Regions from separate parts of the Sus scrofa genome. Here regions 1 and 2 are each linked to region 3. A link is a contact called in public HiChIP or PLAC-seq data. All regions are on one chromosome and are shown on one strand. Each heading gives the region's core, a stretch centred on a gene start, on an enhancer-like site or on the middle of the called end of the contact. The rest is flanking DNA. Distances are from core to core; before and after follow the strand shown.

Region 1 (3,422 bases), core at 152-2,651, 180 kb before region 3:
CGTGCATCTTCAGGTATGAGACTTTGTTTTGTTTGATTTCCAGCTTCTGACTCTTATTAGTACACACTGTCTCTCATTCTGATCAGGTTTTAAAAAAAAATTACTATAGACCTTTGTCTGCCTGGGTCCTTTCCTCCTAAAGTCCTTTTAAAAAATAGATTTCAATTTAGTATTTTATTTTCTATAATTTTCTTGTAAACATGGAATTAACAGAAACCCACCATGATTATGAAAGATACACCCCCATCACTTATCAGAGCTCAACATCTTAATGTTAGCTAGCCTAGAGACATGTGTTTTTTTATTTAAAGAAAGCAGACTGGGATAAAGATGGGGAGGAGGCAGAGAAAGCTGCCTTTTAAAAGTACCCAGTTCTGGGAGTTCCCGTCGTGGTGCGGTGGTTAACGAATCCGACTAGGAACCATGAGGTTGCGGGTTCGATCCCTGGCCTTGCTCAGTGGGTTAAGGATCTGGCGTTGCCATGAGCTGAGATTAGGTTGCAGACGCGGCTTGGATCCTGCATTGCTGTGGCTCTGGCGTAGACTGGCAGCTACAGCTCTGATTCGACCCCTAGCCTGGAAACCTCCACATGCCGCGGGAGTGGCCCAAGAAATGGCAAAAAAAAAAAAAAAAGTACCCAGTTCTAGATTACCTTGAATGCATCTCACCTGTGGAATGCAAAGAACACTATTCAACTGTGGGCAGATGCAAAACAGATCCTAACGGAGAATACACCTATTACAAAAAGGACCGCTGCTTCTTAGAGAGTCAGTGTAGGCAGTATCCTATCTCAGATTAGTAGGCTGATTTGACATTTAAGTACTTATGTTCATTCGATTTTAGTTTGGCCTCATACCAGAATATTCATTAAGTTCTAAGCTCTTTTCCATATAGTTGTTTCTTGTGCTGGTCAAGGAGTCCTTGTAACACCCAGACTTATAAGCTAGGATTCCCATGTGTAACCTAGGGCAGATGCCTTTTATGGAACTTGTTGACTGAGAAAGCTTAATATGATGCAGTCTTTGCTATGGTTATCATACAGTCACAAAGTGATGGCTCAGCTGCAGCAAGGGCAGGAGCAGCAAAAGGACATAATCTTTATCATTGTAGGGTTGATGTCATGAAATACCCATGTCCTTTTTGAGGCTATGCAAAGCACCAACATTTTTACACATACCTCAAAGGAATGACATTTCAGTATCAATGCAGATAGGGAAAGGGGGAAAGAGAGAGAGAGATGTGTTTATGCTTCACTAGAGAAAGGAGATACTACATTTCCATGAAACCTCAGGTACCTCCCTGAAGCAGATGCTGTCGATGCCCCACCCAGACCCCGTGTAATTTCCGCCAGGGCCTGCAGGTCGTGCTGCTGATGACTCACACTGAAACTGTCTGCGGAAAAGCGCCCTGGAGCGTGGGAGCCTCTCAGAAGGAAGTGCCTAAGAGTTGTGTAAACACCTTCCCCCCACACACCCAGAGCAGCTGAGGGCTCTAATGACTGACAAAAGACCTCTCCCCTGCCCCAAGATGGGGCAGATTCTGGGCACAATTTGCCTTCCAGGGCTCCCCTTGGGATCCGGCTGAGGCTCAACTTCACCTGAAATCACTTCTTACCTAGCTTTCCCCCTACCCTATCCTGCTTTCCTCAGACCCGTAGAGGTTTCTCCTAAGAGCAAGCGCATTCCCTCGTTTGCACAGAGCATCCCTCTCTCAGGCTCTGCTTCTAGGGAACCTGACCTAACACACTCATTGTTCCTTCAGGTATTCAGTCAATACAAGACAATTTATAAATAAAAACAAAGGCCCTCAGATGAGTATAATTATGGTAAAGACAGTAAGGCAGAGTGTTAGTATGGAGCAGGACTCAGGTTTAGCTTCTTCATTTATTTGTCTTTTCAGGGCTGCACCTGTAGCATATGGAGGTTCCCAGGGTAGGGGTCAAATCAGAGCTACAGCTGTTGTTTCCAGGCTACACCACAGCCACAGATCCATCCGAGCCACATCTGCGACCTACATCACAGCTCAACGCAATGCCAGATCCTTAACTCACTGAGCAAGGCCAGGGATGGAACCTGTGTCCTCATGGATACTAGTCAGATTCATTTCCACTGAGCCACGATGGGAACTCCTAAAGTGCCTTTTTTTTTTTTTTTTTAAGGGCGCACAACCAGCATATGGAGCTTCCCAGACTAGGGATGGAATTGGAGCTGTAGCTGATAGCCTGTGCCACAGCCACAGTGATGTAGGATCCAAGCCGTGTCTGTGACCTACACCACAGCTCACGGCAATGGCAGATCCTTAACCCAGAGTGGGGAGAGGGATCAAATCCATGTACTCATGGATACTAGTTGGTTTCACCACTGCTGAGCCACAATGGGAACTCCAGGTGTGGCTTCTTCAGATTGCAGGGTCAGGGAGGGCTTCTCCGGGAGGAGCTGAGGGAGAGAGCCCCCTGAACTCGAGGGCGGGAGCGATCCAGGCAGGTGAAACAGCAACAAGGACGGGCCGGAGTGGTTGGGGTGTAGTAGACTCGATCGAAGGTGTTTCGGTATGTTTGGGTGGAATGTTGTGATCAGGCTGTTGTTTTATTTCCTTATGTTTATTTGGTTTTGGTTTCAGAGATTTCCTCTATAAGTGTACCGACAGTTCAGAGGTTGTTTTGGCCTCTGTCTGTGGAGAAAACCACATAGCAGTTCCACTTCGTGAGAGGACAGGAGAAGCTTTGGGAGTTCTCGATGTCAACATTGGCAGGAGTAAGATGTTGTTTTATCGAGAATTTAAAGATCTGCAGAAAATGATAAAGGTGATCCAAGTTGCCTGCAATGAAATACTGGGCGAATTATCTGGAGAAATAAAGAAAAACTACATCTTAGGTATTGTGAACACAGTGCCTGTCTGAATTAATAGATTTAATAAGTTTGGGGGAAATCACAGACAATGCAATGAAGGGTGCATTTTCTAAAATGAGTTGTTGCACCATATAGAGCTTTCCATGTGGAAGAATTTCCTTCGTGCCATCCTGGGCTGCTGGGTGTGGTCTATAAATTAGAGCAAAGGGTAAGGCACCACATTTTCTTGGGTGGCTAGAACCGGAAGGACTCATAAAGGCAGTGGAGAAGTAGCGTTTATTAGACCCCACATCATGTATCTAGCACTTTGAATATGTTCTTTCAGTTAGTCCTTACTGTAACTCTGTGAAGTGAATGGTGATAGCTCATTTTACAGGTGAAGAAAGTAAAGTTCAGAGAAAAGAACAACTTTCACCAAATCACACAGTTAACACGTGGTGAAGGCTAGATTTGCACCCCAGTTTGGGTGTTCTTTCTCCTGCAACATACAGCATGAACTCATGGAGGAACATCTCATTTTACAGATAAAGAAGCAAAGGGCCCTCAAAAGGCCCAAGAGCAAGCTACCTCTGA
Region 2 (3,950 bases), core at 915-3,414, 130 kb before region 3:
TGCTTATTTTTGCATTTCTTTCTTTTGCCTTGGGCGACTGATCTAAGAAAATACTGGTACCATTTATGTCGGAGAATGTTTTGGGTATCTTCTCTTCTGGTGTTTTATGGTGTCCTGTCTTTAAGTCTTTAAGCCATTTTGAGTTTATTTTTGTATATGGCGTGAGAGTGTCACCTAATAACTTCATTGATTTGCATTTGCTGTCCAGCTTTCCCAGCACCATTTATTGAAGAGACTTTTTTTCTGTTGTATAATATTGCCTCTTTTGTCAAAGATTAATTGACCTGCAATGTGTGGGTTTATTTCCTGGCTCTCTATTCTGATCCATATGTTTGGTTTTGTGCCAGTACCATGCTGTTTTGATTATTGTAGTATTGTCTGAAGTTTGGGAGGGTTATACTTCCAGCTTTGTTCTTTTTCCTCAGGATTGCTTTGGCAATTCTGGGTCTTTTAGGTTTCCATATAAATTTTAGGGTTGTTTGTTCTAGTTCTGTGAAAAATGTTGTGGGTAATTTGATAGGGGTTGCATTGAATCTGTAGGTTGCCTCGGGTAGTATGGCTTTATTTAACTTGTGTTTATATTTAATGTTTAATTACACTTGGAATGTATTTTGGTGTTTATTATAAAGAATGAGGTATGAGGTAAGATAACAGTTTTAATTTTTTTTTCTGAAGTCTGGACAGTCGTCCCCACACCATTTAGGAAATAGTCTATCATTTTCCCACTAATTTGAATTTTCCTTTCCTAAGATATTGTTTCAAATGAATACATTTTTTCATTTAGATATTAGAGGAAAATGTAGAAGAAATCAGAAAATTCTCCATTTAGGATGCAATAAGGCATTTTAAGGAGGTAAAATTATGAGGATCATGTCTTATATGAGATTTAGTTGAGTTGTCAGTGGAAGAACTATTGTAATAAGACTTCAGAAATGCAGTTCATATCTTTTGGATAGGGAGTATAATTTTTGTTTAATTTATAACCATTCCAGAAACAGGATGATATAAGCTTTCTATAACATATGTCATTCCACCTCTCATGCCCATTTCTGTAGTCCTCTAGCTTAGAAGCTTTAATACCATGTTTGATTCTGTTGTCTACACTCTTTCTATCCATCTCTTCCAGCGCTGTTTATTTTAGAATATTGCCTAGATTTACCCTTTCTATTCCCATCTGCTGTAGTTTTGTAAACCCTATGCCCCAGTCTCCTGTTATCCATATTGCATTGATTACAAGGCCATTTTTCTAAATTACTTTTTCATTAGGTTAAAAAATCTCTAATAATTCTTTTTATCTTTGTATCACTTCCAGAGTTCACCTTTTTTATAACATGATCTGATCCAACTTTAGTTCTTGGCACCTAAACAGAAGTCATTTTCCATGATTATATTGACTTCTGCATTCTTTATTGCCATGTTTATGTCATTGTATTTCCTTTTGGGGTTTCCTCTATACAACATAATCTTTTTTCACTGTTAGCCATTTTTCTAAATTTGGCTTAGTTCTTCCTTCTTCATAAGTGATTCTTTGATTCTCTCAGACCATGATTTTCCTTCTCTGAATTCTAATACCTATAGTAAGTTTCTCTTCTCACTATTCTATTCTTGCCTTCTTCCTGGGACACATCTATTACGTTTTTGCCTATTCTCTATGCCTAAAAAGCTCTTCTCCAGATCTCACGGTGACTTGTTTTCTCACCTTATACAGGTCTTGGTTCAGCTACTGTGTTCTCATTGAGACCTTCCTTAAGAAACCTGTTTCAAATTCAGTCCACTCAGTACCTGTACCTTTCTTAGATATATTTTTCTGTATAGAATGCAACATGTTTGACATGTTTTATTTGTAATAAACATTATAAAACCTTCATACTTAAAACATTTATATTTATGTTTTATTCTGTTTATTGTCTGTTCCCTTATACGGTCATTGAGGGCAGGATTTCTTGTTGATTGTTTTTTCTACAGCACTTTGAATAGTGCCTTGCACATGGCACACACTCAATAAGTGCTTGAATGAATAAGAGCCATTAGGTTGGTGTTAATTGCATAAAAGTATTAGTTGCTTGTTTCCTTAGCTAGATGTAAGTTTTTGAAAGGATGAGTATATTCCCAACTCTCTTGGTTATTGGACATAGAGTGACCTAACAGACAATTACAACTGGCTGAAGGTGTGGAATTAGAAACTTTGACCACACAAAGGCAATGGCACTTCCTGTTCAGTAGCTGGTCAAGATACTGAGAATAGTTAACTTTCAGTTCTGAGTAGGAACTTAAAGTTGCTTTTATTAATTAATAGATTAAATAACTTGTTTAATAAATCAGAATAATGAATGCATATTCATTATAGGCCATCTAGAAAATATGGAATGTATGAATGAAAAATTAAAATTACTGTTAATCCCACCACCCAGACTAACCACTATACACACTTAGACAGCAGCTTCATAATATTCTGTATTGTATTGGACCATAATTTATCCAGCCGTTTTCTTATTAATGGACATTTCAATTTTTTTTAAATACTCTGTGCTTTTATTTCTATGATGTATTTCCATATTCTTCTGAGTCGAAGAATATGTATGTTCAAAATATTAAATAGATGTACATTATCATTTTAGATGTCATATCACATTTCATTATATGAATAAACCATAATTTTGCTATTCTGTTGCTGAATCTTAGAATAGTTAACCACTATTTGATTTTAGAAATTGCATTATCCTGCAAGCCATTTTGGATCTAAATATTTGTACACATTTGAGATTATTTCCTGAGAATGAATTCTTCACATGGAAGTGCTGGATCAAAGGCTGAGCAAAGTTTTAAATCTCATCACAGAGAATGTAATGGGGTGGAAAATAGAACCATAGCTATGAGCACTTATTTATTTAACAAATATTTATCTGCTGGACATGTTGCCAGTTTGTGAAGCTACAGAAGTGTTAAGGATGGACAATGTTCATTGAGGGAGATGCAGCTGAGTAAAATGACAACATCAATGTGGAATGATTAGTAAAATGAGAAAATACAGATAGGAGGGTACACATATCTAACACAACCTTGGAGTCAGGAAAGATTTCCTGAAGGAGGCCAAGACTAGAAGGATAAGTCAGAGTTATACAAGCAGAGGGAATTAGATATACAAGGTACTGAACTGAAGGAGGACATTGTGTGTTTAAGAAAATGAGAGTGGCTAATTAAGAACAGATCAAAACGCAGTAATGTACACAGAAGTTGAAATAGAATGTTGTATTTATATATACAATACATGAATAATGTTATAAACCAATGTTAGGTCAATTTAAAAATAAAGAGGAGTTCCCGTCATGGCTTATGGTAACAAACCCAACCAGTAACCATGAGGGTTTGATCCCTGGCCTTGCTCAGTGGGTTAAGAATCTGGTGTTGCCATGAGCTTTGGTGTAGGTCACAGGCACAGGCCTGGATACCGCATTGCTATACTGTGATGTAGGCCAGCAGCAACAGCTCTGATTCGATCCCTAGCCTGGGAACTTTTTATATATGGCACAGATGTGGCCCTAAAAAGCAAAAAAAAAAAAAAAAAAAAAGGAATGGAACATAAAGAGTGAGGAACTAATAAGAGAGTTTAAAGCAAGGCCAGAATCAACTATATCAGATATTTGAGAGGTCAGATAAAATAAGTTTAACAACAAGGGCTTTAGAACAATTTCGTGAAGTGGTAGGGAGAAAGGCCAGGTTCCACTGCGGTTGAGGAATGAATATGGATAGAGGCAACGAGGTTAGAACACTGGTTCTTATGGGATGCCAGGACTTAAGGTAGCTTTAGGGAGAGCAGGAGTTAGGGGGAGAGGAGCTCTTTATTTCCAACAGGAGAGATGTGAGCATGGGTCCTGATGCGCTTAAGGTTTTTAGATTTTGTGAGAGGGAGGTTATAGGGAGTTCCTATTTGATGTTTCTCTTCAAAGATG
Region 3 (3,425 bases), core at 794-3,293:
GTACAGAGAAAAAGAGGCAGGGCACCACCTCAGCAATGGTAATTGGGTTCATCTAGCCATGGATTACTGAGCTATGTTTGGGATTCATAAAGGCCAGAGAGTCACCGTGTATTTGCTCAGCACCAAGGCCACAGCAACTTGGATGTCACGTGAGGACATTACCACTGATAACTGCAGTCAAGACAAGGACAATGAAAGTATAAACTGAGAACATGCTTAGATAAGGAAAGTTTTATAGATTTAAATGATGTATATTTTCAACTAGTAATCACTGTCACATGTGTATGAACACTTTATATGGAATCATTTTGATTAATTCTCAGTCATCCAAGGGTGGTTTATCCAGTTCAGCCAGGCCCTGCCCCCAAAAAGGGGGAGGCTAGGGCTAGACCTAATGAAGATTAAGAAAATGAAGTGAATTTCTGTTTACTTTTAAACAAATTCTAAATAGAAATGAGTGTTTTACCCTCTAATTTACATAGTACCTTACTGTGTATTTGACTCCTTATCTAAAATAAAAGTGTTAAATCATTCCTTCCTTCTCTCCAAAAATGCATTAAAGGAAATCTGCATTTTAGCTATCTAAATGAATTCTCTGGTGAATCGTTTTATTTTGTTTTATTTTATTTATTTTTATGGCTGCATGCACAGCATTCGGAAGTTCCCAGGCAGGGGACTGAGTCCTCTGAGCCGCAGCCGCAACCTACGCCAGAGCTGTGGCAATGCCGGATCCTTAACCCACTGTTGGGGGCCAGGGATCGAATCTTTGCCTCTGCAGCAACCAGAACTGCTGCAGTAAGATCCTTAACTGACTGTACCACAAGCAGGAACTCCTATGGTGAATATTTTTAGAAGAAAAATACTTAGGCCCTACTGCATATGTTTTATAAATCTGCATTTTTATCAAAGATACATAAAAGGAATGAATGAGAATAAGAGTGACATCTCTTGCTCTTGGATTTTAGTAAAACTGTAATTAGAGACATGTTTTATATTATGTTTACCATAACTATAAATTATGCAAAACCATTTACATTCAAGTAAGTTTATAATACTTTGGAAAGAATATTTGACTCCAAGCCAACCCAAATAGTTAAATATGCTCTAATTTAAAAAATTCTCCAAAGTATAATCTCCAAGGTCCTTGATAACCATATTTCTTGCTAAGACACTCTGCTGTTCTGAAACAATATTCCCTGCCTCTCGAAAGTACAAAACTGCCAGTGAGCTTTGGATATTTGAGTCTTGTTCTCTGGTGGGCAACTTGGGGTGTCACCTGCTTTTCACAAGATGCTTTTGGCATTTAGGACAAAAGAAAGGATCCTGGACACTGAGCTCAAGTCATTATGCAGAACTGAACATTGGTGAATAAAAGAACAAGTAAGGGACTAGAAAAAAGGACATAGAAAGTATGAAACATGGGACACGGGGAAAGAATATGTGGACCCGTAGTAGTAGTCAATGCTAACAACCAAGCTAGTTGTAATGGAGCAAAACTGGTAAAGATTTCAGTGGCAGGAACCACTGCAGAAGTGACAGAATCTTAGAATCTTCATTTGTATTTACAATACTGGATTGTCCAGCAAAGTCTAGAGCGTTGTAGAAATATTACTTCTCTTGTTATAAAAACGCAAAGCTACAGTCCCATTAAGAAGTCATCTACTCCTACTTTTTAATTTTACTAATGGAGAAATTAGATTCAAAGGTAAAATGACCTATTGATCATAGAGTAGAATGACCACAAGGATACAAAAGTGGTCACAGAAAATAAATAAACTTTGAAGAAAGTTCAGAGTTGAGAGTAAGTAAACCAGTTACAAGAGGGAAGGGGTAGTAGAGTTCCACTGTGGCTTATTGGGTAAAGGACCCGACACTGTCTCTGTGAAGATGAGGATTCGATCCCAGGCCTACCTCAGTGAGTTAAGGATCTGGAGTTGCCCCCAGCTGTGGTATAGGTTGCAGATGTGGCTTGGATCTGGTGTTGCTGTGGCTGTGGAGCAGGCCTCAGCTGCAGCTCCGATTCAGCCCCTAGCCTGGGAACTTCCCTATGCTGCAACTGCGGCCATAACAAGAGGGAAGGAAGAAAAAAAAAGAGTTCCTATAGTGATGCAGTGGAAACAAATCTGATTAGCATCCCTGAGGATGTGGGTTCGATACCTTGCCTTATTCAGTGGGTCTGGGATCCAGCGTTGCTGTGAGCTGTGGTGTAGGGTCATAGACACAGCTTGGATTTTGCTTTGCTGTGGCCGTGGTGTAGGCCAGCAACTGTAGCTCTGATTCAACCTCTAGCCTGGAAACTCCATATGCCATGGGTGTGGCCCTAAAAAGCAAAAAAAAAAAAAAAAGTGGGGAGAAGGGGTAGAGACCTTAGCGACTGCTGATAATGTAGAGAAAGGAGCGAAGACAGCTCTCTACTGCCTTCTGGTGGGGAATGAGAAGCAAGGATCTATTCAGGCAGGGAAAGACATGAGGTACACTTAAAAGGTATGTGCTCTTCTGTGATATCAAAGGAAATGAGCTCATACAGATGATAACTGACAGTCAAATGACCATCTTGAAACTACTTCTAAAGTGGTATCTGAATCAAGGAAACACAAATTCAGACTCTCCAGCTCCACCCAGATTTACTGAATCAATCTGCACTTTTGAAAAGATCTCCAGGGGATTTGAATGCACATGAAGGTTTGAGAGCACGACTTTAGAGCACACCTCTTCTCCTACCCTCTTCTAAAACCCAGCTTCTTCAGTTATTACTGCTCTTATTTGTATTTGCTATCCCTTACCACACACAGGTTCCCTCATGACTGCCAAAAAGCCACCTTTCCTATCTGCAAGCCCCCACTTCAGATACATCACCCCGATTCTTCCCTCTTCCTTATCCTCCACACAAGAAAGTCCTGACAGCTTCTCTTCCAAGATACACCCCCAAATGTATTCATTTCTCTTCATTCACTCTCTCCAACCTGGCTGGAACCAATACAATCTCTCACTCACACAACCACAAGAGCCTCCAAACTAGTCTCCTCACTTCCTCTCTTACTGTTTTACCATTTATCCTCAAAACAGCCAGAGTGAGATATTCTTAAAACAAAAATTAAATCACATCACTCCTCAGCTTAAACTCCCTGGTGGCTACCACACTTAGAATAAAATGCAACCTCCTTACCATGGCTCCCAGGCTCAACATAAGCCAGTTCTCATTTCCTCTGTGAAATCTATTCCAGCCACTCCCACTCTTTTTCCAAGCTCAAGCCCACACTGCCTTCTTTCTGTTCCTCAAAAACACCAAGCTCGGAGTTCCTGTCGTGGCGCAGTGGTTAATGAATCCGACTGGGAACCATGAGGTTGGGGGTTCGATCCCTGGCCTCGTTCAGTGGGTTAAGGATCCGGTGTTGCCGTGAGCTGTGGTGTAGGTCGCAGACGCG

The links. HiChIP or PLAC-seq counts read pairs in DNA pulled down with a chosen protein or histone mark.
Region 1: a contact with region 3 is called in an H3K27ac HiChIP or PLAC-seq map of alveolar macrophages. The contact joins two enhancer-like sites. A contact is called at or near these places in 3 of 47 Hi-C or Micro-C datasets (adipose tissue, embryonic fibroblasts and liver) and 1 of 2 datasets of contacts at active chromatin or transcription factors (alveolar macrophages).
Region 2: a contact with region 3 is called in an H3K27ac HiChIP or PLAC-seq map of alveolar macrophages. The contact joins two enhancer-like sites. A contact is called at or near these places in 1 of 47 Hi-C or Micro-C datasets (epiblast stem cells) and 1 of 2 datasets of contacts at active chromatin or transcription factors (alveolar macrophages).

The regions. Positions count from the first base shown.
Region 1 is chr12:46,188,535-46,191,956 of Sscrofa11.1, forward strand. It overlaps EFCAB5 (EF-hand calcium-binding domain-containing protein 5), which reads left to right. Exons shown (of 24, transcript XM_013981195.2): 20 at 1-13; 21 at 2,620-2,873. Among named protein-coding and RNA genes, the nearest start is that of NSRP1, 21 kb to the right of the region's middle. Within about 2 kb of position 1,402, at least 10 of the 83 cell types and tissues checked have an H3K27ac peak or open chromatin away from gene starts, as enhancers often do. A contact at or near this core is called in alveolar macrophages, where this site is marked.
Region 2 is chr12:46,240,882-46,244,831 of Sscrofa11.1, forward strand. All of the region lies in intron 2 of NSRP1 (nuclear speckle splicing regulatory protein 1), which reads left to right. Among named protein-coding and RNA genes, the nearest start is that of MIR423, 31 kb to the left of the region's middle. Within about 2 kb of position 2,165, at least 3 of the 83 cell types and tissues checked have an H3K27ac peak or open chromatin away from gene starts, as enhancers often do. A contact at or near this core is called in alveolar macrophages, where this site is marked.
Region 3 is chr12:46,372,413-46,375,837 of Sscrofa11.1, forward strand. The region is part of intron 6 of BLMH (bleomycin hydrolase); the gene reads right to left. Among named protein-coding and RNA genes, the nearest start is that of BLMH, 20 kb to the right of the region's middle. Within about 2 kb of position 2,044, at least 6 of the 83 cell types and tissues checked have an H3K27ac peak or open chromatin away from gene starts, as enhancers often do. A contact at or near this core is called in alveolar macrophages, where this site is marked.